Linked DNA regions of Macaca mulatta: region 1 is linked to region 2. The links are chromatin contacts, called in public Hi-C maps. All regions are on one chromosome and are shown on one strand. Each heading gives the region's core, a stretch centred on a gene start, on an enhancer-like site or on the middle of the called end of the contact. The rest is flanking DNA. Distances are from core to core; before and after follow the strand shown. Region 1 holds the start of NR2E1 (nuclear receptor subfamily 2 group E member 1). Region 2 has its middle 43 kb from the start of OSTM1.

Region 1 (3,569 bases), core at 1,005-3,504, 51 kb after region 2:
CCGAAATTCCTCCCCTCTCTGTGCGCCGAGTTCGAGAAAGTGCCACGCCGCCGGTCGGGCTAGCTCCACAAGCAGCTGTACAAGTTGGCTGTAAAAAACGCTGATTTTTCATCCTGTCACCTAATAAAACCCTACGCGCCTATGGCCTCGTCCCACAATTCCCCAATCTCGTCCCAATTCGGAAAACGGAGGAGGAGGGAATAACTTGAGAGATAAAGGTCCCCCATCTTGCTCTTTCCAGCGGACCCCAGCCTTCGTGGCGGCGCTCCACTCGGGAGGACACAGGCTCTGGTGTGTGTGGTGTGAGCGACCCCGAGCTCGAGGCCAAGCCAAGGCTGGGCAGAAAGTTGCAATCACGTGCTATCGCAGCCCACGGGAGCGCACAGCCCTCTCCCCCTGGGACGCCCGGGCGGAGGACCTGCTGCGCCCTCCCAGGGCTCGGGGGACTCCAGCATTCACTTGCACGCACAGGCAAACTCTGATTGAAAGCCGGGGATGACACTGAGTCTGGAGAAAGAGGGACCGGGGGTGGGCTGGCGGAATTGCAGAGCGGGGGCCACAGCTCCCCTCCCAGCTAACGTCGAGCGGAGGGCGGGAGGTGTAACCTCTGACCTCTGGCCGGGCCCACGCCCTGAGCAGAGACTGGGAAGCTCTTGTTCGACAAGTTCAAGCTGCCGAGAGAGCTTAAATAGAATTAATCTCTTAGAGATCGGGGATCATCGCTCCCTCGGCATGCGCTCTCCCAGCACTGCGCACAGAGCAAGGCGCGAGAGAGCTCAGGAACCGCGGGAAAGCAAACGGAATGGGGCCAGGGTAAGGGATGAGACCCGCTCTTCATGATCCCTCCGCCCGGAGAGCCGGAACCCGCGATGCCCGCAGAGGACAAGCCGCGGGAGGGAACGCTCTGCCCTCCTGCCGCCCCGGTGCAGATAATGGAGCCGACAAGAGATTCGTTCAGCGTCGGATGGGCCAGCTCCGCTTGGGGAAGCTGGCGGTACCCTCCCCTCAGCTGGAGACCAAACCCACCTCGCGAAGGCCGAAGGAACGCGCAACCTCCGGAAGACCCCATCCTCAGCCCTGACTTTCCGTAGATATGTGCAAAATGAGTAAATTACTCACCTCGGGCCAGATCCAAGTTTTACCCAACAGAAGGGGCACGGGACCAAGAATGAACCAACTCACATGGCCGTGACCGGCGCGCACAATCACACGCCAGCACAGAGCCACCCAATTTCTTCCGCGAATCTATCTGGCACTCTGGAGAGAGGGGGAAAAGCGTTTTGAGAAAGCCCCGTCACCCCTCCCCTTCCTTCTTGCCGTGAAATATACGAATTCATTTTTATTACGAGCCGCACCGTCCTCACCATCACGCACGCACAGAGCCACACTCCCGTATTCACACTTTCTAACTCGTAAGCTCCGAGAGCGCCTGCATTTTCTTTGGGAGCCGCTTGGAGGTTCATTAATATCATTAGCATTTAACCCCCTCCCTCTTCCCATCCCCTCCCCGCACATGGCTGACGTCAGACCCCGCCAGGAGTTGGGGGAAAAGCTAAGTGGGCCAGGGACGCCCTATTCCCCTCCCCGCGGCTGCCTGTCAGAGCGCTTCTGGAGATATTACAGGGGACCCAGCCCGCAGCGACAGGCACAAAGTCACGGGGTAATGAACTTCGGGGACCCTTCGCCGCTGCGTGCGCGGCTCTCCCCGGAAACCCGGACCTGGCCGCCTCTTCCCTCGGAAGATTTCCCAGCAATCTAGTTACCCCACTCTGCGCTCGGGTTCCGGCAGCGCGGAGCCCGTCTGCCTCTGAGACTGCGGTTGTGTTTTCCTTCTTTCCTTGGGAGACCAGCGGTCGGCAGAGATTGCCCACACTCTGCATACCTATGTAGAGGGAGAGATTGAAGACTGAGTGACAGGAATGGGGAAAAAGAGGGATTTCGCTCCGTAGGAAGGCCATTTTCCTGTCTCCATCTCTGTCCTTCAACATCCCTCTCTTGCTGTTCTCCCTTCTTCCTCAGTCTTCCTGTCCATCTTTTCATCTGTCGGTCCATGTGTGTGTCCATATCAAGCAGCATTCCCAGCAGCTGCGGTTTTGCAAGAGCCGGGAAGAAACTTAAGGATGCTTAAATTTCTACTGTGGAACGAATTCTGAGCGCCCAGGGAGCAGCGCAGCGCGCGACTGACACCCACCTGTCCTGCCCAGGAGCCTTGCAGGCTGGAGGGCGGCTGGAGAGCGGCGGCGCCGAGCGGCGAGGCGGGCGCTGCCGGCCGGGACTCGGGCAGCGCCCACCAACCGCTCCGCCCCGGGACAGCCAGCATGAGCAAGCCGGCCGGATCAACAAGTGGGTACCTCTCCGGCCGCCGTGGGGCCTAGACGCGCAGCCTGGGGCGGGCGAGCAGGGAGGCTGGGGAGGTCCTGCCTGGAGCGCTGCGACTCCGAGCCCCGGGACTCCAACGGGCGTGTGCGTTCGGCCCAGCCCTGTAGACCGTGAGTTGGAGCATTTCGTGGTGAGGGGAGAGCTGTTTCGTTGCCTCTGGATTGCTTGATCCCCCCTGTCTGGTGCGGTGAGAAGGTTACGACCCGCGCAGCCCACCAGTCGGATGAGTTGCCTACATTTAGCCGCCAGGTGCTGGGTGGGGGGAGCCATGGGGGCGGGAACTGGGCCGCAGTTTCAGGCAATAGCACAATAACACACTCGCTCAAAACTCCGAGCTCCAGCGCGCAAAAGCAACTCTGTGCAAAGCGGATTTTGAATGGAATGCTTTGCACCCCGTTTCTAGCTATTTCAAATAATCCTGCAAACTGGGAAGCAGAAACAATTTAAAAGTCACATTTTCCTTAATCCTAAATCCGCGTAGGTCATAACTGGGGAATTTAAAGTATGGCGAACCACTCTAGCAAAGAGAGGACCAAATCCCTAATCCCAAGGACTTTTCGAGCCGGAGCCCAGCAGAGGCAGGAGTGCTCGGCCTGCTCACTCCGTGCGCTTCTCTCCTTCCTCGAACTTCCTTAGTTGCCGGCTCTCCGAACCCCAGGCCGCAGCTGACCTCTCACCACCCCGAGACTCAGGAGCGCCGGGCTAAGTGTGTGTGCGAGGGCATTTGCTTGCACCGTGCCTGCGGAACCCAAGAATGTGCAGGCCCGAGCCAGCGCTGAGCAGGCGCAACCACGGTGCTCAGATCTCCCGGGGGCATTTCAGTTCCCGCCATCCCGTGGCCCACGGCTGAGGGCTCCAGGGTCTGAGGCTGGGGACGACCGTTGCCGCCGCAGTCCCCATATCCCGAAGTTGCCCTGCTGCCGGTGTTGTTTTCGCGGATAGCATTTTTGGCGCTCTATGCGTTCCTTCCCGCCCCCTCCCCCTTTCACTCGCCCTCATTGTCCTGAGTCTTTGAAAGTTGGGAGAATCGGAGATACTTCTGAGGACTGGTAATGAAGTCTCACTTAAGTGGGATGCAATTCCCGCCCTCCTACCCCCTTCCAAGAAGGAGGTTGTGTTTTCACTTTGTCCGTTGGTTTTGCTTTGGGTGCTGATCTTTTAAAAATTAGAGTAAAATGAACGTGAACAAA
Region 2 (3,629 bases), core at 131-2,630:
GTCGGAGTTGCCCGAGTGGAGACTGGGGACTCCACGGGGGAGGCTGGAACCCCCTGTGCCACAAATAAATGCTCGTTCTCCACCACATGTGAGGCATTTGAATAGGAACAAGTCTCCCGTGTTGGGAATACCAGGAAGTGCTGGGGGACCGGCGAGGTCACAGCATCCAGGCTGCAATGCAAATGCCTAGGCGGTGCGCACGGCGGCGGTGATCCAAGATCCTGCCCCAAAGAGGGTCCCGCAGTCACCGCCCACTTCCAGGCGAGTTTGGGAGCCGAGGGACTTCGCCTGCTTGGGTCAGAGCCCAGGAGGTGGCGTGGTGGTGGTGGAAGGGCCTGAGCGTCTCAGCCCTGACGGCCTAGGCCAGGTTTATGCGCTGGGGCCAAGACTCAAAGGCCAAGGTCTGTGCCTCCAGCTGTCCCACCAGCCAGCCAATGTACTAGGCGCAAGCAACCAAAGCCCACTCCCCTGCGAACCCAGGATGGGACATTCATCTCCAAAAGCCTTTTCTTCCTCTTACTCTGTTTCTTCTCATTTGCATCCCTCTGGCTGCAAACCAAGGGAGGCGCCCAAATATAAAAGTCAAGTCGAATTGAAAGCGTATGGCTTGTGCGCTCCCAACGCCCTCCCCCCTTTTTAAAATTGTGTTTCAAAACAACATGGTGACTTTTGGACAAGATTTTTCTATTTCGCCCACACCACAATAGAGATGCAATGAATGCTGCTGGTGAAATGTTTGGCTGTGTCAAATTCAGTCCCGCAGGCTGGCTTGGGCCAGCACTGGGGCTCCGCTTTGTGTTATGTTCACGGAGAAGATATTAATTAAAAGAAATACATGATTAAAAAGTAATGAGTTGAATAAAAATTATCTCAGCTCATTTTCTGATTATGTTAATTGTTAAAAACCCTTCAATCACGCCGTTGCAGTCAATGGGCTTTAATGTGAAATTAGTGGGCTCTTGATAACTTACAGTCCAGAATAATCCTGGCGGTTTAGTCATCATTCCTAATAACAAGGATGTTGCTAAGAACAGAAATTTTACATGATTTTGATACATTCAGCCCTTCCCCCCACGTCATTAAAAAAAAAAAAAAAAAAAAAAAGGTTTAGCCTGCCTGCGATTTCCAACTTCTCTTTCCATGGATCGACCGCGGCCTTGGCAAGGACTTGAGTCTGCGTTCCAGTCCCTTCCGCTCCCAGCGCGCACGCAGCCTCTCGCCTTTGCGTCGGCGGGTTGCTGGTTGCTGGTACCCGCTCAGCAGCTAGGAGCCTTGGGGAACCCTAGCTCGTAGCTTCCCCGCCTGGCGAGGCCAGAGTGCCAAGTTGCTCACTAGGCTGTGCTGAGGGATGAGGGGAGAAAAGAACGGAATTCGCAGCTACGAGGGCTAGAGGGACGGCGCGGCTGCTTGGGGACGGGTCGCCTAGCGGTGGGCGAGTAGGGCTGTGCGTCGTTGTGCGCCCGCGGGGTTGCAGGATGGGGCAGGCCGAGTTGTGACGCGTGTGTGTTTGTGTGTGCTCGCCTCCAGATTGCGCGCTTTCGGGGCTTTGGATGCCAGGGATCTTGAGGACCCATCCAAAGCCCCGAGGGGGCGGAGGCTCATGCAAGCCAGGGAAAATGTCCCCTAAGCCCCAGAGCCTGGGCTGCGCTCGCGACAAAGTGCCTAATGCAGAGTAGGCTCTTAATAGGTTTGCCTTGGATCTAAACGAAAGCTAGTGAAATTCGTACATAATTCTAATGAAAGATGACGGCCGGGTGTTCTCAGCAGCCCCTGGCCCTCACAGGGCGACCTGAAAGTTCCCACTCTACCCGAAACGAAACTCAGAGCCAAGGTGGGGGCGAAGGCCGGGTAATGCACTGATCGAGGGTGAGGAGGGATGTTTCATATCCTTTTCCGACATATCTCACGACAAAAGACCTTTCAGTCTCTGAGCCAAGGAAAGAAACGTCGCACACCCTCTATTTTGACTTCTTAGGAAACACAATGCCTCTCAAATTGGGCCTGCCAGAAAGGTGTGACCCGGGAGGGTTGTGGAGTCCTCGGACCTTGGGCGGGTGTGGGTGACGGGACTGCCCGCGGCCAGAGGATAGGTTCTAGGTCTCAGTCCGCTTGGTGCTGGACGTCGAGGAACCCAAAACTGTCCACTGGAGGCGCCTTGACGCCTTGGCCAACGAGGGCTGCTTCTGCACACTCGAAGGGACTCAAGCCCCATTTTTCTCCCAAGAGAACTATGTGAGGGAAATTGCATTTCCCGAGGTCTGTCTGAAATTACACATACACATACACATACACAGCCTATAGATACTGGTATGCAGAAAGGTGGGGGCTGAAGGGGTGTGGGGGGGGGAGAGAAGGAATGAATTATTCCCAGAACATGAGGCTCTGTGTCTCAAAATGCCTTCCTCCGACGCTTCCACCTTTAAGACTACCTGGATGGGGTGGGGGGCTGGTGTTTTAAAAATTGTCTTTCTATTTCTCTGGCCCCTTTACAAGACAAATTTCTTTTAAACACTTTTAAATATCTGTATTTTCCACCTTTCCAAGCCCCAACACTAAGGAGACTTCCCTTGGGATTGGGGGGCAATGGAGTCAGGGGCTGGCTGGGACGAGTCCCAAGGCTAATTCTCCTTGTTCGCCTATTTGCATCCGCTGTTAGGCTGAGGATCATTTTAATAAATAACAATGAACAGGAATGGCATCTAGAGGGCTTGTCGGCAACATTTAAAAGCCAATAGAGTTTATAATTCTACTCTATCATTTCTTATTGATTAGAGTAATCAAGATAAAAAGCTAGCCGGGCTCGGAGAACTTCAGCAGCATATCATTAAAGATAAGAGTCAGTTAATTCTGGAGCTGGGGTAATGTGGCTGAAATGAAGAGTTCATTTGCATGAGATGCTGAGCCCAGTAACAAGGGGACAAAAATCACTAATTAGGATTGCAGAGTGTCGGCCTCTCGGAAAGCACCCTTTCCAGACTGCGGACCAAGCGGAGATTCGCGTTAATGTAAATCTGGGGAGGACTAAAAGCTCTCACTGGCTTTGTAGAAGGAGACAATCACTCCCGCCCTCTACCACGGCCTCCCCGGCCCAGGCAGCCCAACTGGGGCGGGGACGGGGTTACTCGGGTCGGATCCCCTTTTCTTCCCTGTCTATCCTACCCCCACTCCCGCGGCCACGAGAAGGCGTCCCACCCACCCTCTTAGGGGGCACGTGGGCGAGTGTCTGGTGGCCGGGTGAGTGGAACCCGCCGCCCAGTCCTTGCTGCGGGCTCTGGGTGGGTGAGGATCCCTGGGGAGGTCCCAACTCCGGTGCAGCGTCCGCGGGGTGAAGGGCTCGAGTGCAGTCAGGCCCCAAGGGAAACTCGGGACATCTGCACGGATGAGAATCCCCAAGGAGGACCAGGTCCCAAGGCCAAAGTCCTCGACCCCCACCAGGCTGTCTCCCTCTAGTCCTCCCCTCGCCTGACCTGCCATTTGGGACGGAGCCAGTCCGCAGGCAACTAAGGGCTCAAATTGGTACAAAGAGCGTGCGCAGGGGTGCGCCTGGGTGCGCAGGGTTGTGTGTGTGTGTGTGTGTGTGTGTGTGTGTGTGTATGTGTATGCAGGTGAGTCCAGCTGTCGTGTAAATA

The links. Hi-C and Micro-C count contacts between places; a contact is called where the count stands out from the background.
Region 1: a contact with region 2 is called in a Hi-C map of fetal cortical plate, with 1.6 times the contacts expected there. The contact joins the promoter of NR2E1 here to the enhancer-like site in region 2. A contact is called at or near these places in 4 of 14 Hi-C or Micro-C datasets (blood, cortical neurons, fetal cortex germinal zone and 1 more).

Annotation. Positions count from the first base shown.
Region 1 is chr4:13,277,017-13,280,585 of T2T-MMU8v2.0, forward strand. NR2E1 (nuclear receptor subfamily 2 group E member 1) reads left to right here and starts at 2,255. Exons shown (of 9, transcript NM_001265967.2): 1 at 2,255-2,343. The coding sequence starts at 2,319.
Region 2 is chr4:13,226,396-13,230,024 of T2T-MMU8v2.0, forward strand. No RefSeq gene overlaps it. Among named protein-coding and RNA genes, the nearest start is that of OSTM1, 43 kb to the left of the region's middle. Within about 2 kb of position 1,381, at least 5 of the 40 cell types and tissues checked have an H3K27ac peak or open chromatin away from gene starts, as enhancers often do. A contact at or near this core is called in fetal cortical plate, where this site is marked.